Regions from separate parts of the Sus scrofa genome. Here regions 1, 2 and 4 are each linked to region 3. A link is a contact called in public targeted proximity ligation data. All regions are on one chromosome and are shown on one strand. The core of a region is the stretch at or near the end of the contact, and the rest is flanking DNA. Distances in the headings are between cores, read along the strand shown.

What was found.
Region 1: a targeted proximity ligation map of alveolar macrophages shows a contact between it and region 3. A contact is called at or near these places in 1 of 5 promoter capture datasets (liver), 11 of 47 Hi-C or Micro-C datasets (alveolar macrophages, blood, embryonic fibroblasts and 7 more) and 2 of 2 datasets of targeted methods (alveolar macrophages and skeletal muscle).
Region 2: a targeted proximity ligation map of alveolar macrophages shows a contact between it and region 3. A contact is called at or near these places in 11 of 47 Hi-C or Micro-C datasets (blood, embryonic fibroblasts, epiblast stem cells and 5 more) and 1 of 2 datasets of targeted methods (alveolar macrophages).
Region 4: a contact with region 3 is called in a targeted proximity ligation map of alveolar macrophages. A contact is called at or near these places in 31 of 47 Hi-C or Micro-C datasets (adipose tissue, alveolar macrophages, blood and 15 more) and 2 of 2 datasets of targeted methods (alveolar macrophages and skeletal muscle).

What each region holds. Positions count from the first base shown.
Region 1 is chr5:5,791,462-5,797,600 of Sscrofa11.1, forward strand. It overlaps TTLL1 (probable tubulin polyglutamylase TTLL1), which reads left to right and starts at 2,299. Exons shown (of 13, transcript XM_003481524.3): 1 at 2,299-2,460.
Region 2 is chr5:6,107,917-6,113,962 of Sscrofa11.1, forward strand. No RefSeq gene overlaps it. Among named protein-coding and RNA genes, the nearest start is that of A4GALT, 27 kb to the left of the region's middle.
Region 3 is chr5:5,966,624-5,973,323 of Sscrofa11.1, forward strand. It overlaps PACSIN2 (protein kinase C and casein kinase substrate in neurons protein 2), which reads left to right. Exons shown (of 11, transcript XM_021091423.1): 6 at 1,761-1,916; 7 at 5,810-5,985. Among named protein-coding and RNA genes, the nearest start is that of ARFGAP3, 24 kb to the right of the region's middle.
Region 4 is chr5:5,826,397-5,832,553 of Sscrofa11.1, forward strand. It overlaps TTLL1 (probable tubulin polyglutamylase TTLL1), which reads left to right. Exons shown (of 13, transcript XM_003481524.3): 13 at 948-1,226. The coding sequence ends at 1,077. Among named protein-coding and RNA genes, the nearest start is that of PACSIN2, 24 kb to the right of the region's middle.

The sequences.
Region 1 (6,139 bases), core at 1,049-3,548, 180 kb before region 3:
CTGAACAAGGCCAGGGATCAAACCTGAATCCTCATAGATACCAGTCGGGTTCTTAACATGCTAAGCTACAATGGGAAACTCCAGGTGCTGTTTTTTTTTTTTTTTTTTTCCTACTATTATTATTATTTTGGCCATGCCTCCAGCATGTGGAAGTTCCCAGGCTAGGGATCGAATCGGAGCTACAGCTGCCAGCCTACACCACAGCCATAGCAAAACAGGATCTGAGCAATGTCTTTGACCTACACTCCAGCTCATGGCAACGTGGGATCCTTAATCCATTGAGCGAGGCCGGGGATCGAACCTGCATCCTCATGGATACTAGTCAGGCTCCTTAATGCTGAGTCATGATGGGGAACTCCTGGATGTTATCTTGCTGGCAATGGAAAGCCTTGAAGACTTTATAACTAGATTTACATGATTAGATCAGCATGGAGATTCTTAGTTTCCTGCCGTTCTCCTGGGGCTACCTAGCTCCCAGTTAATTCTTCGCATTGGCCAGAACTCTTCCTACTATCTGCTCTCGTGATGTTGGTCTCCTCCCACTGTCTGTACCCAAGCCTTCCAGTGTTTTGGCTGCTGGTGATGCTCTTTGGAATGGCATATACTCTGCACAGGGCAGAAGGACATGGTAAAACATATTAAACACCTTCCTGGGCGCTATTCACCTAGGAATTTAAACTCTTTTCCATCTTGAGAGATGGAGATAATTATTCCCTTTTTTTTTTTTTTTTTTTTTTTGTCTTTTTGCCATTTTTTTGGGGCGCTTCCACAGCATATGGAGGTTCCCCGGCTAGGGGTCCAATCGGAGCTGTAGCTGTCGGCTTATGCCAGAGCCACAGCAACGCGGGATCCGAGCTGCATCTGCGACCTACACCACAACTCACAGCAACGCGGATCCTTAACCCACTGAGCAAGGCCAGGGATCGAATCTGCAACTTATGGTTCTTAGTCGGATTCGTTAACCAATGAGCCATGATGGGAACTCCTAATTATTCCTGTTTATCCATGAAGAAACTGTCATTGAGAGGCTGGGAAAAAACCCCAAAACAACCCTGACAGGGAGTTCCCGTGTGACTCAGCAGAAACTAATTGGTCTAGTATCCATGAGGATGCAGGTTTATCCCTGGCCTCAATCAGTGGGTTAAGGATCCGGCGTTGCTGTGAACTGTGGTGTAGTCACAGATGTGGCTTGGATTTGGCACTGCTGTGGCTGTCACGTAGGCCAGCAGCTGCAGCTCTGATTTAACCCCCTAGCCTGGGAAGGTCCATATGCTGCAGGGTGTGGCCCTAAAAAGACAAAAAAAAAAAAAAAGGCTGGAGGAGTTCCCTGGTGGTCTAGTGGTTAGGAGTTGGTTGGCACTTACACTGCTGTGGCCTGGGTTCAATCTCTGGTGTGGGGACTGAAATCCCACATGAAGTTGCTGCGTGCTGCAGCCAAAATAAAAAAATAAATAAAAATTTTAAAACAAGAGGCTGCGATTTTCCTATGCTCAACAGCTAGACTGTAACTGAGCAGGGAGGTAAATTCTGTTTCTCTCCTTTCACACTGCCTCCCAGTGCACCTTCATGACTGACAGATGTCTGGGGTACATGCCCTTCTGTTGTGTATTAATTCAACAGGAATTTAGCAACTAATATATCCTCTACCAAAGTGCCTTTCAAAAAATACTTTCATAATCTTCCCAACAACCCTTCAGCATAGGTGCTGTTATCTCCATTTATAGACAAGAAACTGAGGCTCAGAGAATGACATGACCAGCTAGTGGATTTTGGGGTGAGGATTCAAACCAGGTCTGGCTTCAGTTTTAAAATTCTCATGGGCCAGGCTGCCTCTTCCTAACAGAAAGAGTTAAAAAATCCTACTTTGAGGAACTGCACCTGTCCCGCACTCACACTTCACAAATGAGGTGACCTTTGAGTAGGCCATTTATTGATTACTACTTGCTGAGCGCAACCTGTTAGGTTATCCTTACAAAAATTCCTTCGAGGCAGGTGCTGCCAACCATCCCAGTTTAACAGATGTTGAAGCTGAGCAGAAGAGATGAGCGGACTGGACCCAGGGCCCAGCCATCACACCCCTCTACCTTGCACTATCAGGGTCGAGACTGCGCCCCGACCCCTCTCGACTTCATTTCTGGGCTCTGACGTTTGTGGAGACGCCGGGGTGGACCGCAGACTCCTCGCACGATCCCAGCCCCCGGCGCCTAGCGGGACGCCAGGCCAGGGGCTTAGAAACGAGTGGGGAAAATCTGACCCCGGAAGCAGTCTTGGCGCCGGTAAGGCCGCGTCTTTGGTTGCCGGGGCGCCGCCCCGGAAGTAGAGCGCGGAGGGTGGGTTCGCTTGATAGCGGGCCGAGTCCTCCCGCAGGAGCCGGAGTGGAGCTGGAGGCGGGGCCGGGGTGCGGCGCGGGGCCGCCGTGCTCCGCGCTCCTGGGCGCCCCTCCGGGCTGGACGCCCACAGGTAAGACACAGCCGCCGAGGCCATCGGCTCCCGGGACCCAGGGTGTGGCGGGGGGCGAGTGCGCATGCGCGAGCGATTGTGGCCGCTGGTCTACGGGGCCGCTGCGGTTGGGTTTGGATGCTGGACCCGCGTCCCTCCAGCAGCCTGCGCTGACTACTGTGCCTCTCTTCCTCCTCCGAGTTCCTGTGACTTGTTCCTCCTGATCCTTGTAATTGCATTCTTCTTCTTATTCGTTATCTCAGAATTTAATCGTTGCTGGTTTTTTTCATTCATTTGCAATCTGTATTGTTTCTGTTGGCATCTTGCAGAGCGCGGTGTACCTGTGGGTTGAGTTCTGGGCAGGAGACAGGCGACAAGTGTTCTCTGCCCTGCTTATCTCTCTCTGGAGAACTGGACCTAGGCATTTCTCCTCCCTGTTTCCCCATCATTAGCGGGGGGTGACGGTCGCGGTAGTCACCCTAGAGTGATTGGGGCAGTACAAGGAATTCATTCTTTTTTTTTTTTTTTTTTTTTTTTTTTTTTTTTTTTTTTTTGGCAGGAATTCATTCTTGAAATAAAAGTATCTTGTTGTTGTAAACCCTTTGTGGTTTGCAAAGCGGTCCTTTGTTCAGGAAACATTTAATGAGCATGTTTGGGTGCTGGGTTGTGGCAGTACAAAAAGATTGGCCCTGTCCTGTGCTCAGGGAATTACAGGCACTGGTTATTAGTTAAGGTGGAGCATGGCACTGTCACCCTGAGGGGGTGAGGAGATGGGCAGAAGCAGTACAGTTGTGACCAAATGCTCTGGGTGATGTAAAGTCGTCGTTTATACTGTTATTTAAAGATGGCTCCTTTTCCCTTTCAAAAAAGACTAGCTGGAAAAGAAGGCAGATGTCCTAGGATCTTTCCTAATTTTAATTTTTTTTTTAAATTTTTATTTTTGTCTTTTTATGATTTCTTGGGCCGCTCCTGCGGCATATGGAGGTTCCCAGGCTAGGGGTCAAATCGGAGCTGTAGCCACCAGCTTACACCAGAGCCAGAGCAACGCAGGATCCGAGCCGCGTCTGCAGCCTACACCACAGCTCACGGTAACGCCGGATCCTTAACCCACTGAGCAAGACCAGGGATCGAACCCACAACCTCATGGTTCCTAGTCGGATTCGTTAACCACTGAGCCACGACGGGAACTCCGTAGGATCTTTTTTTAAAATAGATTTTGTTGAAACTGATTGTGATCAATATTTGGGGTAGTAGAGATGGGGCAGAGAGGTTGCTGTTTTCGATGACTGGACCCAGAAGAGTGAAGCGACTGCATGAGTGTATGTTCTTCCGCCTGCTCGCTGCCCTGAGAGGTTGTGGGGGCTTTTTTGTGGGAATAGTCGGAACTCTAGGAGGTGAAAAGCCTCCTGGCAAAGTACTGTCCTCCCAGGGTCGGAGGCCCAGGGATTCCCGAGATGTTCCCTCTCTCAGCGGAAACCAGCTCAACTCCTGGTCTCCTGCTTCTTGCCTGAGCAAAGCTGTGGAAGTGTTTATGGCAGTTACTCCCCGTGTCTCTGCCCAGTTGGGCTGGGCTGTGCCTACTTTACTGCTTGGCACTAAGGAACAGCACTTCGTGATGGTGCGCAGAGGCAATTCATGTCTTTATTTATTTATTTTTGTCCACCCGCGACATGTGGAAGTTTCCGGGCCAGGGATCAAACCCATGCCACAGCAGTGACCAGAGCCACAGCAGTGACAAGGCTAGATCCTTCACGCCTTGATTTTTGTTAATCCATCAAATGTTGATTGAGTGCCTGCTATTACTAGACACTGTTCTGGGTGCTGGCCTTTCAGCAGGAGATAAGGCCGAACCGCATTCCTGCTCTCATGTTGTGACATATATGTGTCAAGACAGATTGTCACGAGGAACCACATACAGGAACTAGACCAGTCCTTTTCAAATCTGAGTGTGGGTAAGAATCACCCGAGAGCTTGTTGAGATACAGGCCCCTGGGCCCCTGTCCCCAAGAGTCTGAGTGTGTACATTATTGTGAATGCATGGCGGGGGAGCTGGAGAATTTGTATTTCTTTCTCTCTCTCTCTCTCTCTTTTTTTTTTTTTTCTTTTTTTTTGCTTTTTAGGGCCACATGTGTGACATATGGAGGTTCTTAGGCTAGGAATTGAATCAGAGCTCCAGCTGCTGGCCTACACCACAGCCACAGCAAGGCAGGATCCAAGCCGTGTCTGTGACCAACACCACAGCTCACAGCAATGCTGGATCCTTAACCCACTGAGCAAGGCCAGGGATTGAACCTCCCTCCTCATGGGTACTAGTCGGGTTCGTGACCACTGAGCCACAACGCGAACTCCCAGAGAATCTGTATTTCCAGCAAGCCCCAGGTCGTGATGCTGATGCTGCAGGTTCACGGACCACGCTTTGAGTCGCCGTGTGTAACTCGTGCGCCACGGAGAAGTGGTGACAACTGGGTAAACGAAGAGGATTGAGATTGAGACTGGGAAGGCCAGTCTGAGGAGCTGACCTTTGAGAAAGGGCTAGACGTGGGGGCAGAGCAGAGCCTTAAGGCCAGATGCCACTGGGCGGGTGTGAGGAGCTGGAGAGGGATGACCAGTGGGAAGGATGCTGAGAGACCAGACCTGAGAGGCGCGAGGGCAGATCTTGCTGCGCCAGCCTTGCCGGTCATGAGTGGACTGCTAGCTTTATTCTCAGTGCGGCGGAAAGCTGCTGCAGACTTATGAGCAGTGTTATGATTCGCAGATTGGTCTGGGAGTTCCCTTGTGGTGCAGGGAATCCAGCATTGTCCCTGCAGAGGCTCGGGTTGCTGCTGTAGCATGGGTTCTGTCCCTGGCCTGTGCCCCCATGTGCATCGGGCTTGGCTAGGGAAAAAAAAAAAATTGGTCTGCTGCTGGGTGGGGGATAGGTCGCAGTGGGGTGAGCTTGGGACCATGGAAGCCAGCTGGGGCCAGCTGTGGTTGTCCAGGATTTCGGGGACACTGGAAGAGAGACAGATGGATCCGGAATCTTCTGGGGGCAGAGCTTGCCTCATTTGCTGCTGGACTGGATAGTAGTCACCTCTTCCTTAGACCTTGGGCTGTTAAATCGCTTTGCCGGCCAGGCTGCCACTGGTTGATCAGGACTGTCCAGGGGCACCCGGTCCCAGGGAGCATCATGTCTCCTGTTGCCCGCCTGGCACAGAGTGGCTGTCAGCACTGTGTGGGTGGGTAAGAAACTAGACTATTGTTGGTCCAGATGCCCAGGGATGTCCCTGCAGAAGCCTCTCCTCAAGCTTGTCAAGGTCCTGCCTACTTGCCCCAGGCCTGGGAACCACATTATGTTCTTTCTCTTTTCTTTTTGCTTTTTAGGGCTGCATCTGTGGCATATGGAAGTTTCCAGGCTGGGGGTCGAATTGGAGCTGCAGGTCCGGTGTACACCACTGCCCCAGCAACACCAGACCCTTAACCCACTGAGCAAGGCCAGGATCACACCTGGGCCATAGCGGTGACAACACCAGATGCTTTACCTGCTGAGCCACCAGGGAATTCTGATGCTCAGTTTTAAAAGCAGTTGACCGAGGAGTTCCCATTGTGGCTCAGTGGGTTAAGAACCCGACATAGAGTCTGTGAGAATGTGGGTTCAACCCTGGCCTCACTTGATGGGTTAAGGATCAGGTGTTGCCACAAGCTGTGGCATAGGTTGTAGATG
Region 2 (6,046 bases), core at 2,790-5,289, 140 kb after region 3:
ACTTCCTTCTGCCCCATCCCAAGTTCTCTGTCATCCCTGATGCCCTGGCAACCTCAGGCTGTTCCCCCGGCCCCTCTTTGGAGTAGGAGCTGGAACATTTGCTGGGCAAGGAAGTTCTTAAGTTCTCGGAAAGGAGAAGGAGGGAGGGGCAGGCTCCCGAGGAAGGCTGCCCCAGGGGATGGTAATCAGATCCTAGAAGCCATGTTGTATGTCTCTTTCTTTCTTTCTTCTTTTTTTTTTTTTTTTTTTGCTATTTTAGGGCTGCACCCGTGGCATATGGAGGTTCCCAGGCTAGGGGTCGAATCGGAGCTAAAGCTGCCAGCCTACACTACAGCCACAGCAACTCGAGATCTGAGCCGAGTCTGTGACCTACACCTCAGCTCACGGCAACACCAGATCCTTAACCCACTGAGTGAGGCCAGGGATCGAACCTGCAACCTCAGGGATCCTAGTCAGGTTCGTTTACCGCTGAGCCACGAAGGGAACTCCATGCTGTTTGTTTCTGGTGCGTGTGTTTACAAATGTTTCTGTTTGGGAGGTGGGAGAGAAGACGAGGACCCATCCCTTTATTTGGGGGGTAGTGAGTGGCCCAGCTGGGGGTCCAAAGCAGATTTGCTATTGAGTGTTTAATGAACCTTCCCGGCTGGCCGAGCACAGGCAAGCAAGGACGTTGTTTTTCCAACAGCTCTGGGGTAGGAGAATAATTCAACTTATTGTTTAAATATTAAATTGGAACGCCCTCTCCCTGAGAAGGAGGATGAGGAGTAACTTAATATGTTCCTGAAAGTCTGGTTTCATGGTTCACTTGTTTCTAAATCTCTGTTTGTCCTAAAGTGGACCCGCCAGTGCCAGGCATGCTGGGAAGCCTGCGGTGAGGTCGGGGGTCAGGATTGGACGTGGCTTCGGAAACTGACCACTGACTGTGGACTCCGCGTGATCTGAGCTACGCACTGTGGGGTGGGGAGGGCTGCTCCTTCCCTGGGTGGTGGGGGGGACGGGAGAGCACTCCCCAAAAAGGAAGATGTTCCTCATAGCCCCCAAAAGATCAGAACCTAGTCCTCATTGACTTCCCAAGGGGAGAAGGATCGGAGAGGAGGCCCTGGCTACTAGAAACAACTCAGGTGGCTGAAACCAGAAGGGCATTTATTTTCCCCCCATTTTTTTGTTTTTTTGTCTTTTTTGCCATTTCTTGGGCCGCTCCCTTGGCATATGGAGGTTCCCAGACTAGGGGTTGAATCAGAGCTATTGCTGCCAGCCTACACCACAACCACAGCAGCTCAAGATCTGAGCCGAGTCTGCAACCTACACCACAGCTCACGGCAACGCCAGATCCTTAACCCACTGAGCAAGGGCAGGGATCGAACCCGCAACCTCATGGTTCCTACTTGGATTCGTTAACCTCTGCGCCACGATGGGAATGCCTATTTTCCCAAATTTTTATTTGTTTTTGTTTTTTGTCTTTTTAGACCAAAAAAACCGAAGCACATGGAGGTTCCCAGGCTAGGGGTCAAATTGGAGCTGTAGCTCCTGGCCTACACCACAGCCACAGCAACGCAGGATCCGAGCCGCGTCTGCAACCTACACCATGGCTCACGGCAACACCAGATCCCTTACCCCTGAGCAAGGCCAGGGATCAAACCTGAAACCTCATGGTTCCTAGTGGGATTCGTTTCCTCTGCGCCATGATGGGAACCCCATAGATTTCTTTTATGTATGTTTGTGGGCCCCGCAGATCAGGAGACTAACATGGCCCGTGGCGGTCCCGGCTTCCAACACAGTGGAACCACCGTCCTGTCCTCTGCTGGAAACACTTCTCCCTGCAAGTTCAGGGACAGGAGACAAAGTGCTGTGAGTGATTACTGAGTGTGGTCCTGATTCCTGACTCGGTTCTGTTTGGGGATCCATTGGTCTCTGATTGAGCACATGCGCTGTACCCTCTAAGTCAGGACCCGTCTTTTGAGCTGCCTCTCCTACTACATATTTACCATGAGTCTTCAGTAAGTCTGGCCCCATTCTCTTGGACCAGCTCTTTCTGGAGGGCCTAGCATCTTCGAGGGAATAGCTTGACAAGGTGCCCCCCTCTGCCCCAGAGGACCCCCCTATAGGGTGAGGATGAAGTGTGCACTGCCCTGTGGTCGGATCTGCTGTGTGCACGGGGCCCGCGGTGGGGGCAGAGCAGGGGGCGTGCAGGGGTGACCGCAGCCTGGCCTAAAGTCACGAGATGTGACACTGCCTCCCTGCAGTTGAAATATTCAGGTAGAGAGTTCGTTCTGCTGGAGTTTGGAAGAAAACAAGGATTGATGACAGCGAAGGTTGAGAGAGAAATCATGTTACACCCAAGATGATATTCTAAGTAAAAATGAAGATAAGCCAGGGAGATCCCCAGGCCGGGGATCAGATCCAAGCCACAGCTGCAGCGACGTGAGATCCTTCACCCACTGCGCTAGGCCAGGGATCGAACCTGCGTCCCAGAGCTCCCAAGACGCTGCCCATCCCATTGTGCCACAGTGGGAACTCCAAGAGGCTACACTTTATGTTATGTGTATTTTACCGCAATTAATTTTGTTTTCAATCATCATAAAGAGGAGCTGGGAAGGGTGGGGCCAGGGCGGGAAGCACCATGGCAAAGGCGGTGGTGGAACTTCAAAGCCGTCCAAGGGGATACGTGTCAGTATCGACTGCGCTTCAAAGACAAAAATCCGGGAGTTCCCGCCGTGGCGCAGTGGTTAACGAATCCGACTAGGAACCATGAGGTTGAGGGTTCGGTCCCTGCCCTTGCTCAGTGGGTTAACGATCCGGCGTTGCTGTGAGCTGTGGTGTAGGTTGCAGACGCGGCTTGGATTCTGCGTTGCTGTGGCTCTGGCGTAGGCCGGTGGCTACAGTTCCGATTAGACCCCTAGCCTGGGAACCTTCACATGCCGCGGAAGCGGCCCAAAGAAATAGCAAAAAGACAAAAAAAATAAAAAAATAACAAAGACAAAAATCCCAAACACGAAGTTCCTCAAATCTCAGGGAAACGGAATCACCTCCTCATTTGCCTTTAGCAACCCACTGTTTTAATTGCAACGTGGAACTTTCTTATGACAAAAACTTTCTTGGTCATGAAAGCCCACAAGTGACTCCAGTCAATAACTGTCCACCATGGAGTTCCTGTCATGGCGCAGTGGTTAACGAATCCGACTAGGAACCATGAGGTTGCGGGTTCAGTCCCTGCCCTTGCTCAGTGGGTTAACGATCCGGCGTTGCCGTGAGCTGTGGTATAGGTCGCAGACGTGGCTCGGATCCTGCGTTGCTGTGGCTCTGGTGTAGGCCGGCGGCTACAGCTCCGATTGGACCCCTAGCCTGGGAACCTCCATATGCCGCGGGAGCGGCCCAAAGAAATAGCAAAAAAGATAAAAAAATTTAAAAAATAAAAAAATAACTGTTCACCTGAGTGGGGGAGGGGGAGAAAATGATGATGATGATGACGAGGCAGCGGCAGGGACAAGGAACCCTTTCCAGCCGTTACTCTCAGCCAAGCAGGCTCATAAGCGCTTTATACACGCTTAACGCATTTAAGCTTCACACTCACCCTTTGAGGAAGGGTGTATGTGACCCATTTTGCAAGATGGCTAGGTCAGGACAGAACATTTGTGGTCAATGTCATTTTTTTTTTTTTCCCCACTGTACAGCAAGGGGATCAAGTTATCCTTACATGTATATGTTACAATTACATTTTTCCCCCACCCTTTGTTCTGTTGCATCAATGTCATTTTGACACTGGTCTTTAATCAACTTCTGCTTCTCCCATATTTCGCCAGTCTGACCAGCCATGCCAAACGAGTCCCCCTGGACAGAAGCAGCCTATCACAGAGAGGCCAGCGTGGGGACTGTGCCCCTGAAACCAGCCACCTGACTTCCTTGCCTTCAGAACTCTGAGCCCCGCCAATGCTGCTCCATCACCCTCTCCTCCATTTCCGCCTCTGCTCGAGCTTTGCGGTGGCTGGGGCTCCCAGCCCCAACCCCGGGCCACCCCACATCCCCTCTCGCTTCTGCTTTTGTCACCCCTAGTCATGGCCTTTTCACTCTGTCCCCTGTCCCAGGAAAGTCCCTACATGCTCGACAACCTCAGAGAAGCTAAATAAATGGAATATTTCTTCACCAGGAAATGCCATATCCTAGCCATGCTGGGAAATCAAGTGTTAGGTTTTTTTTTTTTTTTAATCAGAGTTTATAAAACCCCTGATGACTTTGTGATGTTTTGGCAGAGAGAAAAAAACCAAACCAAAACAAAACACAAAAGCAGCATTTCACAAAATGGATTTCTGGCCGTTGCAAAATATTCATAAACTGTCCCAACTTCCCAGAGAGACTAAAAGGAAAATTCAGCTGCAAACAGCTTCTTACTTTCCATCTGGGTTTTAAATGCAGTCCAACCCCCAGTTCCATTACAGAAGGTCAGAACTGAGGTTAAGGGAAAATAGTTCACGCAAAGAAAAGGAAGAGAGCAGCCTCCAGTCTCGAGCCTCGAAACAGCTGGAAGCCCTCAGCTCCGCCCAACCCTCTCCTATCACAAAACCACAGAATTTCAGGACAGGGAAGAACCACAGACCTGCTGGCCCAGCTATTACATCTCTGGACAAGTCCTTTCCCTTCCTGTTGGATCCTCTGTAAATTACCATACAATTTGAGATGAAGAAACAAACACTGAAATTAACAAAGGCTTAAAGAAGGTAGAATTTTATTTCTCTCTTAGGTAAGAGGCCAGAGGTGGACAGTCAGGGCTTAAGGATTTGGCTACTTCCCCACATCATTCAAACACCCCAGGCTTCTGCTACCCTATTGGTCCCTCCACACTCAACTTCTGTCTCATGGTCCAAAGCGGTTGCTCCAGCTCCTGCCATTGCACCCCTAGTCAGCCAGCAGACCCAACCCAGAGATCACTCCCATCGCTTCTGCTCTTAACCCACTGACTAGACCTTACTCCCCTTAATTGCAAGGGGAACTAGGGACGAAGCACAGGTAGGTGGGAAGACAGGTGCCCAGCTAAAACATCTATTGCTACATAAGACAGAGAGATGGGTAATGGGGAGGAACTGCCATGTCTGACCCCTCGGGCTCTTGTGGGAAAATGCAAGTCATTCTATGGCACACACTTCCAGAATGCCTTGTACTGAAGTATGAAGAATGTCGCATTTTGTTTTATTTGGAACTTGCCAGTGTTTTGGGCACAGTTCCACTGTGTTGTTAATGCCAAAATGACATCTCAAGAAAAAACGTAATGGCTTTTGGATTTTGCTGCTGGTTCAGACGGTGGGCTCTGGACCCAGACGGCTCGGGTTTGATTCTGGGCCCTCTTCCTGCATGGCTTGTGGCGGGTTACCTACCTGCTTGTGACTCAGTTTCCTCATCTGTAAAATGGGCAGAATAATTGTTCTTGCCTTATTTGTTTGGAGTGGGACCGCTTGTGGGAGCGGCCAGTACTGTACTGGGCACATTAGGAAAAGCTTGATAAATCCTATTTCTATTATCATTCCAGCTCCTGAGCCTCCAGTCCCATGTCTAAGTCTGTTTCCTCATATGTAAAATCAGAGGTGTGGTAGCTGATCTCCAAAGATGGTTCCAAGCCATCCCTCCCCTCTTTTATGCACATGCCCCTCCTATCAAGACGTGGCACTTACATCTAACCCCTTGAGTCTGGACTGGGACCGGGAGCCAGCAGAAATAGCGGTGCGCCACTCTGGCCCTGACCTTGGAGAAAACAGGCTGCTTCCGCTTCCTTCCTCTTGGAATCCAAAGGCCATGCTGTGAGGAAGCCCGAGCAGCCGAGGGACAGGCCCACTTGGAGGATAAAAGAGGCTCCCAGCTCACCCACAGTCTCCACCGAGCTCCCAGCCTTGTGAGTGAGTTCTCCGGGGAGTGGATCATCCAGGCAGTCCACTATCCCAGCTGATGCCACGTGGAGCTGAGAGATGAACCCACAGGCCTATGAAATTGCAAATTGTTTTATTTTATTTATTTATTTTGTCTTTTTGTCTTTTCTAGGGCTGCACCCACGGCATATGGA
Region 3 (6,700 bases), core at 2,483-4,982:
TTATAGAATAGTGCTTCCGGAGTTCAGCAATTCAGCAAGCTTGCTAAAAGCCAGATTCCCAGGCCCACCTCTAGATATGGTGATTCAGTAGGTCAGAAGTGGGGCCTATTAATGCTTCGGTTTTGAGTTTTTTTGGCAGGGGGGACTGCGCACCCACAGCATATGGAAGTTCCTGGGCTAGGGATTGAATCCGAGCCACAGCTTCGACCTGTGCCACCACTGCAGCAATGCCAGATCCTTTAACCCACTGCGACTGGCCAGGGGTCAAACCTGTGCCTCCATAGCCACCTGAGCTGCTGCAGTTGGATCCTTAACCCACTGTGCCACAGTGGGAGCTCCCAAATGATCAGTTTTAATAATCTCCCAAGTGGTGCCCCACCCACTGGCCTAAGGACTGCATTTTCAAAAGCAGGGTTTTGGAAGAGCTGTTGGTAGCACTCAGAAACTAGAAATTGATATCCTAGCTCGTAACCACTATCAGCACTTTCCCCCAACCCTCGGAAATTGTCTGTTAGAGAGACTTAAAAGCCCCTTTGGACTGGTAAATAGGGTGATTTTTAAATATTCTTTCTCCTGTGGGTTTTCCTCTCAGATTTGCAATGATACCGATATGCATTTTTGTAGAAGTAGCAAATGGAAACCACCGAGTGTCACGCAGCCTTGGCTTGCTGGACGCTGTCATACCCACGCCCCAGCTCTCAGCACGTGCAGACCCCCAGCCTGCAGCCTGGCCCACCCCATTTCTCAGGGTAGACACGCCACTTCCTCCCCCACGCTGCCACTGGCTTCTCTCAGGAGCTCCCTGGTCCCTCCTCCTCAGCATCACCCTGTATCACCAGGTTGTAAGGAGGCTTTCCTTCCTTTCTCTGTGTCTTGGCGTTTGCCACTTCTCCTTTCTCTTCCTTCTTCTCTCTGGTCCTGTTCACAATGACACTGTCCCCCTCATGAGGCCGTGGCTACAGATTCATCTTTCTTTAGAATGAAATCTGTGACTTTGGCTCAAGTAAGAAGCGTCTATTAAATTACATATATGTGTGTATATCTGCATCTATGTATACATGTGTGTACATGTATATGTGTGTGTGTGTGTTAACTAGTCATTAAAAAACATGGAAGCATTCTTGCTGTGTCACAGGAGGTTAAGACTCTGACTCCAGTGGCTCAGGTCACAGCTGTGACTCCAATTCACTCGCTGGCCTGGGAACTTCCATATGCTGGGTTGTGGCCAAGAACACAAAAACAAAAACAAAAACAAAGCAGACACATGGAACGTGGCCTGTAACCCTGCCTCCCAGCGTTCCCCTCCCCTCGTGTTAGGTTTCCAGCTGTGCAGCAGGCTCTTTCTATCCCAGTCTTGCTCCATGTCCAGTCATTCTTCATAAGACTCCCCCAGCCCCCACCCTCCCCAGGGCACCTCCCTCTCTCCCTGCTGCAGCCTCCTCCTGGGCACTTAGCACCTTCTCGTTTGCTCTGTACTAACTAGTCTTGTAGTGCTAGACCGTAAGCTCTGCGAGAGCCAGGTTCTTTGTCTGGCGCCGTATCCCTGGTGCCCAGACAGAGCCTGACAGCGAAGCGGGCACTCTGTCAACACTTGCCAAATGAACTTCTCTGTTTTAACTGGTTGTAATTGTACTACACACACCGCTTTGTACCTGCTCTTCCCTCTCCTCTTGATGGCACAAGCACTTCCCAGCCTGTGCAACCTCTAGCGAAGATTTTGAACTTGAAGCGTGACGTGCAGGAACTCATTCTCCCCGTAGGTAGAAGCAGCCAAGAAAGCCTACCACGCAGCGTGCAAAGAGGAGAAGCTGGCAATATCTCGAGAAACCAATAGCAAAGCGGATCCATCCCTCAACCCCGAACAGCTGAAGAAATTGCAAGACAAAGTAGAAAAATGCAAGCAAGACGTCCTTAAGGTGAATCGTGCACTTGTTACTCGTTGAGAGCCCACCCCTCACCGTTCGCCTGCCTGGCACACGGCCAGCCTTTGTCGCCGCTTGGTCGGATGGGGGATGGATGGCGGCACCAACAAAACACCTTCCTGGCCTCCGGGTCACGGCTCACCCTACACAGCTGTTTGTGCCTGCCTCAGGGTGCTGGGCAGGCAGGGGCAGGCAGGGAGAGCCAGCACAGGACACGGAGCTGTGACTGTCAACAGTGGGGAGCTGAGGTGTGCGCTGGTCCAGAGGGTTGTGAGCACCACTTTGCCAATGGCCTTGAAAGCAGGCAGAGTAAGGAGCGTGGGCCACTGCTGCCAGGGAGCCACTGGAAGAAGGTTCAAGAGCCCGGGATCGGAGGGCAGGGGCGTGGAGGACCAGATGGTCTAGAAGGGAGCCTCCATGGAGGGGTGGAGGCTGGGAGAGTGCGCTGAGCAGCTGTGCCCTGTGACTGCAGGGAGCTCGAGGGCAGCGGAGCACTGAAGGCCCCAGAGAGGCGTGGGCAGAGGCTGTGGGAGCTCGGGCAGTGGGGGCAGGGCCTTCGGCCACGAAGAGCCAGCACAGCGTCCTGGAGCCCTGCTGTTTCTTCTCTGGATCAGTGAGAAGAACTGTCGGGGCTCCACAGGTGCAGGGTAGGGATTCTGCCTGCAAGGCTGAGTCCCAGGATTGAAACACAGACAGCATCTTGTAATTTGAATGTCCCCAGGAAGTGAGGGCCGACATGGGCAAGGGTCTGGCCTGTGTGCTCAGCTCCCGGCTTGACCCCCCGCCCCACCCACTCCTTTGCTCTGTTCTAAGGGCTGGGTGGCTGGAGGCTGCCCCAGTCAAGGACCTGCCCTGCTACAGGCTTCGCAGAGGAGAGTCCCAGCCTGGGTTTGGAGAGGAGATGAAATTAGAAAGGAGACATGCTGCAGGAGTAGGTCGTGATGCCAGAAGCGGGGCGTGGGAGCCCCGGTTGATGTGTTACTACCTGCCCACCCTTTCAGGCCTCAGATGAGCATTTCTGAGCCCCAGGGAATTAGATGCTGGCACCTGGCACCTCCCTTCTGTGGCTGAGAAAGTGACTGTCCAAGAGTTTCAATCCAAGCCACCTAATGATGTGCGGGTGGGAAGGCCCGTGCCCTCTCGGCTGCTCCTCACGGCTGCGTCTTCACGTAATAAGAGAGGGTGGAGGAGGGCGCCTCATGGCTCAGAGCCACGTCAGGCTCCCTCAGGAGCAGCCCCCACGGGAGCAGCCCCCACAGGCAGCCCAGGTGCCTCCCCCACCGTGGGACCAGGTGAGGAACCTGGGGCTACCTGCTGAATAGGGAGGGCCCCTGTGCTCAAGGAACACAGGCCTGCGGGGACTCTAGGGGCTGCCTTTGACATGTACCCAGGGACCTGGGTGCCCAGGAAGGTGCCTCTGTGTGTGTGTGTGGGGGGGGGGGGGGGAGAGGGAGAGAGAGAGGGAGGGAGAGGGAGGGAGGGAGGGAGGGAGGGGGAGAGAGGGAGAGAGAGAGGTGCATGCCTTTCCTGTTTTGCAATCACCCAGCACAGACCCCCACCAAATTGATGCGTTGGCAGAACAAACCCAGGAACTGAGGTCAGACTAAGGCACCTGTCAGGATGACCTCGGCACTTGGTCAAGGGCTCTGTCCTGGCTCCCTCCCTGCCTCAGTGACCTTGGGGAACAGTGGTCCTTGTAGGCCGCGAGCTGGCCTGGAGAAGAGGGCAGTTCCTCCCACCCCCCTTCTTGAAGCAGTTCCTTAAACCAGCGCTCCCTGGCTGCACACATCCTTCTGTCTGCCCCTGGCCAGGCGGTGCCCCCGTCTTGCGGTGTCCTTCGGAAAGGAACCTCTCACGTCCATTGCTAAATATCAGGGTCCATGTGAGGGTGATTCACTTCGCCCTGTGAATCTTTGTTGGGAACTTTATATGTGCTTGGTGCTTGCAATTCCCCAAGGACAGTGACCTCGCTCTCTAGCGGCCTGCGCGGGGCAGGGCTGCTCGTGGGCGCAGGGCGGGTGGAGCAGCCTGCCGCCTCCCACGAGGGCTCCGGGGCGGCCACTGTGTGTGAAGGGGTCCCAAGAAGTGGTTGCTCGGTGTCTCTCTGATGGAACCACTGGTGTTCAGACCCATGGTGGCGCGTCTCGGGGGCCTCTGAGCCATGCTCCTGCCCAGGCCTGGAGCGTGTAGGCTGGCACTTGGTGGTGATGAGCAACCGGAGCGGCAGTGGAGCTCTGTCCCTGCTGGGGAGGCCCAGGCTCTGTCAGGGCTGGCCTTTTTCTGGGCTCACACAGGACCCAAGCCCAGGCGAAGCAGGAGGCTTACAAGCAGAACAAGGAAGCACTTGTACTAGGAGAGGGTGAGGGCAGCAGTGGCGGCTTGGGGAAGGCTTCAAGAAGAGGGTCTCTTCAGAGCATAAAGGGGAGTCTTCCGGAGCATGAGGGAGAGAAGGGCCATGGGAGCAGGGAAGTGCCGAGTAGACCTGGAATCCCGAGTGGGGCAGAGAAGCTGCTCTAATGGGGCAGGGCTGGGCCCGAGGCCTGGGCGTGGTCTTGAAGGCAGGGGGTCCTGCAGCAGCTCAGGGAAGGCGCTTCCTTCCTCAGAAGAACCCCCATCCTCGGTGGCCAGCCCACCCGCCCACAGTCACTTCCCTTTTCAGGGTCTTGCTAGAGGGAAGGGCTTGTGATAAATGGGCCGCCCCAGCCCTCACTTTACCCAAAGAGACTACTGTCACTCTGATGGTCCCATCAACTGTTGAACCCACGTGGCCACCAGTTGGCCCAGCACTGCCAGGGGAGGGGGCAGGGAAGGCTGTGTGGGGTTACTGACCCCAGGCACGTCCTTGTGACGTCAATGTGCCAACTTCAGCCATGACTCTTAGGCTACAGTCTTGTCACATTGTCCCTTGGCAGCCTCGAAAATAGGCCACACCTATTTGAATGTTTTCTTTCCGAGGCCATCTGGGGAAGAGCAGCTCTGTCGGGGGTGTGGTGGGCTGGAGGGAAGGGGCCAGGACTTTTGCAGGGCCTTGGTGCAGCCTGCGGTCGAGGGCTGTGCAGTAGAGCACTCCGTTTTCTGAGAAGGAAAGTGAGGCTACGCAAGAATGGGAGGCACAGGCTTGGTGCAGGTCTGTCTGGCGCCCAGAGCCCTGTGATCTTGCATCTAAGGTAACTTTTGAGCCACTGCTGCTACAGGCGAGATCTGAGGTCCAGGGGTGACCCAGCACAGCCATTGCCCATGGGAGAAAGGACACCGATGTGTAACACAGACAGGGGACAGTGTGGCAGTGCTGCTTGAGGCCACACACATTGGGCTCCAAGTGACCACCCCTGCCCCAGAGGCTACCTGTTTGCATCTTACTCCAGCTGAGAGGCCTGACAGGTGCCAGGAGTGAGATTTGCATTTCAGGAGTGGAGGGGCTGGGACTTGAACCTGAATGCTGTTGGACTCCGGAGCTTGTGCTTTTGGGGTTTTGGAGTCTGGAGGGCATGCTGAGAAGCTTGGCCCAGGGATGCTGTCGGTGGTGCAGAGGGCATCCAGGATGAGCCTGGCAGGCCTGGGGGCGGGGGTGGGGGGTCTGTTTCCCAAGGATTTCCACAGGCCCTTCAGGAGCACAGGTGGGGTGTGAGGTGGGCCTCTGGGCAGGAACTTAGGGGTACAAAGGAAATAGGTGGGGTGTTTCTTGGATATGGGGTCACCCAAAGTGGCAGGCTTCTTCGTATTGTCACCTGAGAAGCAGTCTGGATGCTGATGGATTCACAAGTGGTGGAGAGAGCCAAGGCTGAGTGAGGGGCACGGCGGTGCAGAGCCAGGCGTGCTCGCTCAGTCAGGGGGACCGGGCCGCGTGGGAATCCGCCTTCATGTCCTGTCCCTGGGCTTCCTCGTAGACCAAAGAGAAGTACGAGAAGTCTCTGAAGGAGCTGAGCCAGGGCACACCGCAGTACATGGAGAGCATGGAGCAGGTGTTTGAGCAGTGCCAGCAGTTCGAGGAGAAGCGCCTGCACTTCTTCCGGGAAGTCCTGCTGGAGGTTCAGAAGCACCTAGACCTGTCAAATGTGGCCGCGTAAGTGTCCTTTAGGGGACAGGTACATCACGGTGAAGTCAGTGGGCAGTTGCTAGACTTGGGATGGCAGGGCTTTCAGAAGCTGTGGAGTTCTCCTGTCCAGGGAGGGGCCTTCGGCGCACCTGTCTGAGGCCGTGCGGTGTCCTGCTGCCTAGAGTAGCTGCTTGCCGGCCCAAGTTGGGGGCCTCCTGCCACGCGCTGCCAGCTCCGGGCGCGGTTCTCTGTGTCCGGGCAGGAAGAGGGGGCTGCCACGGCCGCATGTGCGAACTCAACCCAAGAGCAGGTCCCATGGTCCCGGGCACTGCCCTGACCTTGAGGAAGTTTAGGCGGTCCTTTCCGTCCAGAGCCGCTGGCTGCCAGCTTGTTCCCTGACTTCCCGGTCGGTCTGGGTCTGGGGCAGCGCAGACCCAGGGAAATTCAGTCCTAACTGGAGACTCGGAGGCTGTGGGGGGTACTTCGTCCACACTTCCTCGCCTTTGGCCTCATGACACCTTCGTCAGGGCAGAGGTCCAGGCTGACCCTGGACCTGGACTCCTGTCATTCCTATGGCCAGAGCCACTTAGAAATGACTCACAAGTCCAAGCTTGTCATTCATAGGAAATTACGTGCCGTTTGTCTCTTTCTAGTATTAAAAAAAAAAATCAAAAGTGACAATTACTATATAGCTACACTGTTACCAATTAATAATCTTGCTGAGTATGTGTAAAGCAGGCAG
Region 4 (6,157 bases), core at 2,030-4,529, 140 kb before region 3:
CGTTTGAGGTGAATGTCAGAGGGGCCTCGGTCAGGCGTGGTCAGCAGTGACCCCCAGCATGCACTTTCCCAGGGGACAGAAGCTTCACGCTCTGGGCTGCAGGGTAGAAAGTTCAGGGATTGGAATCCGGAGTCCTGGGTTTTATTTAATTCTACCTCTGCCATGTACCAGCTGTGTGACCTTAACACACTGGGTAAACCTCTCTGAGCCCCTCATCCTAATGCCTGCCGGTCTGTTCAGAGGGTCATAGGAAGCCACGGGCCGTAGGAGACCCCTCCGCTGGAGCCTGCGAGGTGCGAGGGGCTGTGGATTTCACCACTCGCACGCGGCTCCTGAGAGCGGGGCCCCACCCCAGCCAGAAAGGCCAGGAATCACCCAGGTGCCCTAGTGGTCAGGGGCGCTGAGGTTCTAGACCAGTTCTTTCTGATGCAGGGACGTTCGTGGGGGGCAGCAGTGGGCAGGGCAGGTCACAGCTGGTGGTGGCGGTGCTGGCCTGTCCCAGGAGTGAGCTCCTGAGCCTCTGGGTCCTGGCCTCCCTGCCTGGGCGGGCGGGTCACTCACACCCATCCCCGGTCTGGAATGGCGTTCGTCATCCCTGCCCGCAGATGCCGCGTGAGCTGCTGCGGGGAATGTGTTTCCAGACAGCACTTCCCCTCACTGCGCTGGTGTCCTCTTCTTTTCCTTGGCGGTCATTGCTGGATTCAGTCTGGTGGCCTGTCTCAAATGTCAGCTGCAGGGGCGGGACCGTCCACAACAGCGGCTTAACAAGGTGGCTCTCAGCTGCTCCGTGGCCTGGGGTGGTGGCTGGGGGGCCGCCAGGGCCACCTGGTGAGCAGGCGGGCTGGAGGTGTGGGGCACCGGGCCAGGCTGCTTTCTGGGTGAGGTGGGCTTTGCCACACCGCAGCCTCAGCCCCGCCGCCGCTGCTGAATCCCGGAACTGCTTCCAGGTACGACGAGGAGCTGGCACAAGGGGACGGGGCTGACCGGGAGCTGAGAAGTCGGCCGGGCCCGTCCCTGGGGCCCAGAGGGGGCCGATCGAGAGACTCGGGGAGAGCCACCCTCACAACCTGGAAGTGACCGCAGCGAGACCCCAGCCTGGACCCACCCGGGCAGAACTTGTCACTGCACCCCCCCGTCCAAGACCTATTTTGGAATTCCCTTTTTCTAGAGCTTTTTTCCTTTCCTAAACCCTGTAAATAAATAAAGGCACTTCTTTGGAAGGTCAAGGAGTCTGATGGGAAAACGCCGTTTCTCCTTTTCTCTCACACACACGGTACTTCCGACACCAGACGTGTCGGGATTTTTGCCACACCAGGCAATTCTGCGGTTCTTCCGCTGGCTCTGGGTGTCCCACAGTTTAACTCAACTCGGACACTGTCTGCCTGGAGATGGTGTCAGATGCCACAGGGGAGGGCTCAGCCCCGCAGGACTGCCTCCCGCTCTCATCACGTCGGGTGCCAGTCACAGGTCCAGGCTGTTAACTGGGCTTCCAACCAACTGGCTATAAATCAGGGGTTCCCACGACCCCATCCTGGGGTTCAATTAATTGGCTAGCGTGGCTCACGGAATCAGGAAAACAGTGTACTTGCTAGATTACCGGTGGGCTAACAAACGCGACTCAGGAAGAGCCAGATGGAAGAGGTGCTCAGGGTGAGGTGAGCTTTGGGGGCACCACCCTCCCAGCCCTTCCAGGCCTTCAGCAGCCTGGAAGCTCTTTGCACTCCATAGCCCATGGGTATTTATGAATAGACGTGATGGACTAATGCTCGGGCATTTGGATCGGCTCAACCTCCAGCCCCCCTTCCTTCCTGGGGACAGTTCCAACCCTCTGAGCACGTGGTTGGTTGCCATGGCAGCCAGCTCCCAAGCAAGGTTATCTACGGAGGAGCCCCAGCCACCCGTCAGTAGCGCAGACTCTGACAGGCTTGAGAGGGGCTCGTTAGGAAAAATAGAAGGCACCCATTTCACTGAGGAACTGGGAGCAAAACTAAACAGACAGATGTCGCGTAGCTCTTAGAAAGGAAATCACGGAGTTCCCCTCATGGCTCAGCGGAAATGAATCTGGCTAGGAGCCATGAGGTTGCAGGTTTGATCCCTGGCCTCGCCCAGTGTTGTCGTGAGCTGTGGTGTAGGTCGAAGACAAGGCTCGGATCAGGTGTGGCTGTGGCTGTGGTGTAGGCAGCTGTAGCTCTGAATCGACCCCTAGCCTGGGAACTTCCATGTGCTTTGGATGCGGCCCTGAAAAGCAAAAAAAAAAAACGAGGAAATCACAAAGGTTGTAGGAGTTGTGTGCCAGGGAAGGGGACAGAGACCAAATCTATACTTCTGATTATAAATCACATATAATTTTCTGATTATAAATCATTATAAATAGTATCACAATCTATTTCATAGAGCCGAAAGAACTGAATCGCAGATGTATAAAATGAGCTCTTTTGACAGAAAATAACAGCTTCGGCATGTTGTGTAGTCATGTTTTTAAAACTTTGTATCAACTGAAAACCAAAACCTGACGATCTTACAGAATCACGCGGCTGCGAGAAGCAAAATATTTAATCGGACAGCTACTCTGGTTTCATTCCTTCTTGCTTGACTGTGATTGGGAGGAAAACAGGCAACTAGAAATAATCCTCGGTGTTTATCGGTCCAAGGGCCTTTGTGTCGGTGCTCAGAGAAGGGTGGGTTTTGTAGGTGAGTCTGCCGTCGGGCGAGCCCAGACCATTCCCGCCACATGGCCTCAGTGACATCAGCCTCTGGGTTTACCGCAGACGCAGAGGTAAGCGCTGTTGGCAGCCACCAGCAGGACGAGCTCTGGATGGGGTGTGTTTACAGGGTGCCCGTGACTTACAGAGCAATGTGGGGTGGCCATCCAAGGCCCTGGGTAATGCGACCTTGATATTGAGGCCGGGTGCTGATGGCAGGTGTTGACCGCCAGCCTGGGAGTCAGACCTGGGCTTAAGGCCTGGCTCTGCCGTTTCTTGGTTGGTCCCAAGGCTGATGGTGGCTCTTTGGACCTTTGCTTCCTGGTATTTAAAAAGAGGATTAATTCTCTTTGCCTCGGAAGTCACAAGTGCCACTGCCCACCCTGCCTCGCTTTGCTCCAGCCCCACTGCGTCTTCCTCCCCAGGCAGGTGGCAGAATCCACGCAGCCCCGGTGGCCTCCACACATGGCTGTCCCACCCACCACTGCTTACAACCCAGGCTCTCTGTTCTGTTGCTTTATTGTTGCGTCTCGGATGTGTCTGGGAAAGGGTGGAGTCCCTGGCTGGGAAGTGACCTCAGGCTGAGCCCCGGGGCAGTTGAATCAGGCCGGAGGGGAGACGTTAGCTTGCCGTTGGCCAGGTTGCTAGGTGAGAGCAAAAGTCTGCTAAAGAGATTTATGTCAAATATTGACGGTTACATTAGCGATGTCCTGTTCTGGGCAGATGTTTCCTCCCACTGGTTCCAGAACACACACGGGTGGGAAGTATGCGGTGTCCGAAGCAGGCGACGGGAAACTCCCAGGCTGGAAACAGACCGTCCATCCCTCGGCCCAGGCCCCCAGCCCTGATGTCCCATTTGGAATCATCCAGGATGGCAATTTCCATTTTCTTATCCGCTCCCGTTAATTTTTTCCATTTGATTTTGGAGGAAGGGGGTTATTTCTGAAGTCTGAAAGTTTTCAGCATCTGGTCATTTCACAATTTATTTTTTTATTTTTATTTTTTGGTCTTTTTAGGGCCACACCCGCAACATATGGACGTTCCCTGGGCCTGGGGCAAATCAGAGCTGTAGCCACCGACCTACACCACAGCCCAAGCGGAATCCTTTACCCACTGAGCAAGGCCAGGGATCGAACCTGAGTTCTGGTGGATACTGGTCGGGCTTGTAACCTGCTGAGCCACAACGGGGACTCCCTCGCAATGATTCTTTTTGTTTGATTTGTTTGATTTTTCGAAGTGAAGTAATTTGCCTGCTTCCTGAATGGGCTGCTTCCTCAGGATTCTTTGGCAGGTGCTCAAGCCCAGAATGAAGGGGTCTCCCTACATGGCCCCCTCCTCCCAGCCCATCAGTCCCCAAGCCTGGTGCCAGGCTCCTCAAGGGGCGCCTACCTGGACCACAGCTTGAACCCCTTGGCCCCCAACCCCATCCCCTGAAATCAGGCTCTACCCTCTGACCCAAAGGATTTTTCTTTTTGTGTGTGTGTGGTTTTTTTTTTTTTTTTTTTTTGGTCTTTTTGCCATTTCTTGGACTGCTCCCGCAGCATATGGAGGTTCCCAGGCTAGGGGTTGAATCGGAGCTGTAGCCGCTGGCCTACGCCAGAGCCACAGCAATGCAGAATCCGAGCCGTGTCTGCGGCCTACTACACAGCTCACGGCAACGCCGGATCGTTAACCCACTGAGCAAGGGCAGGGATCGAACCTGCAACCTCATGGTTCCTAGTCGGATTCGTTAACCACTGCACCACGACGGGAACTCCAAGGATTTTTCTTTTTTGGCCACCTGAGGCATACGGAGTTCCCAGGCCAGGGATCAGATCCTGCTGGAGTTGCAACCTAAGCCACAGCTGCAGCCACACCGGATCCTTAACCGACTATGCCAGACCAGGGATGGAGCCTGCACCCTGGCGCTGCAGAGACACTGCTGATCCTATTGCATCATTGTGGAAACTCCCCCAAAGGAGGATGTTTCTGCCGTGCGGCCATTTCCCCCAGCACACAGTGGTTCTTCAGTGCACCCCCACGGAGCCTCCTGTGCTTGGGAGGATCTGGAGCCCCCCTCTACACGGTGTCCCCCAGCCCCAAATTCATCTGACTTTCCTCTGCCTGAGTCATCCTCCCCCAGCAGACCAGCAGGTTCCACACTCCTGCAAGACCCCTTCTCCAGCTCTGCTGCCTCTCCAGCCAGCCCAGGGAGGTGCGCCCTGGTCTCCGCAGCATCAGGCCACCAGCCTCCTGTGGTCCAGGAGGGGGTGAGCCTCTGCTGCAGGGACCTTGGCCTGCTGGCCTCTGGGCTTGGCGCCTGGCACAGGCTTTCCTGCTCCTCTGCCGCTTGCCTTTTTTTTTCCTTCTTTTTCAAATTTAATTCCCTTGATTTTTCTTATATAACAGTGATGCTGCGTGGTACCCCCCCCACCCCAAGTCTGGTTTCTCTCCCCGGGGTCCCCAGATGACAGCAAACTTCTGAGCAGTCTTCCAAGGGTTGGTGGTGAGGACACTGCAGCTTGAGCAGGGCACAGAAGGGGATGGCCGTGCAGCCCCTGACCGAGGTGTAGCCTCACTGCCCGCCACTGGTGGCAGCTTGGGAAGGGGGACCAGGCAGGCCTGCAGAGCCGTGGTGGCAGGGGCCAGGGGGGCCCTGCTGACCTTGTTCCCAGGGGCTTGCCACACCGGGATGTTGGAAGCTTGGCCAGGTTGGATGTTGGGACATTGAGGCGTGGAAGCTTGGCCAGCAGCACCTGCCTGGGAGCATTCGATGGCCACTGAGTCACCTCCAGTGCCAGCCGTGGCTTTGAACCTGGAACCGTGTCACTGCTGCAGCAGCGCCCCCTTCAGAACATCAACCTCGAGGGACACGCGTGATCCTGGACTTCTTGGTGGGCATCCTGGGTTGAATGGTGTCCTCTAAAACTCGTGTCCATCCAGAATCTCAGAATGTGAGCCGTTTTGGAAACAGGACTTTGCAGACGTGATTAGTTAAGGATCCCACAAATGAAATCACCTTGGATTTGGGGTGGGCCCAAAACCTCACGACAGGTGTCCCCATCAGAAGAGCAGAGAACAGAGACACACAGGCCTTGTGGAGACAGAGGCCCCCTTGGAAGGCACCACCCCTGACCCCTTGGTGTTAGACACCTGCCTCCAGAACTGGCGGAGAATAGGTTTCTGCTGTTTCCAGCCAGCAAGTGTGTGGTCATTTGTTACAGCAGCCCTAGGACCCTAACACGGTGGCTGAGGAGCAGAGGGGGCGCCGAGGAGTCGGCCCTTGACCAGGTGGCCCCTGTGACCGTGACCGCCTCCACGGCCCCCAGGCCTTGGCCCTGCTTCCTCCTGACGGAGTCCCTGGGGGCAGCAGTGGCCACTTGCGTTCTTGGAGAAGTGTCACACCGTGTGCTTTGTCTCTCCCCAGGTCCCAGGCCTCCACGTCCTCCCCACCCGACTGCCCGGGCCTGGCTGTG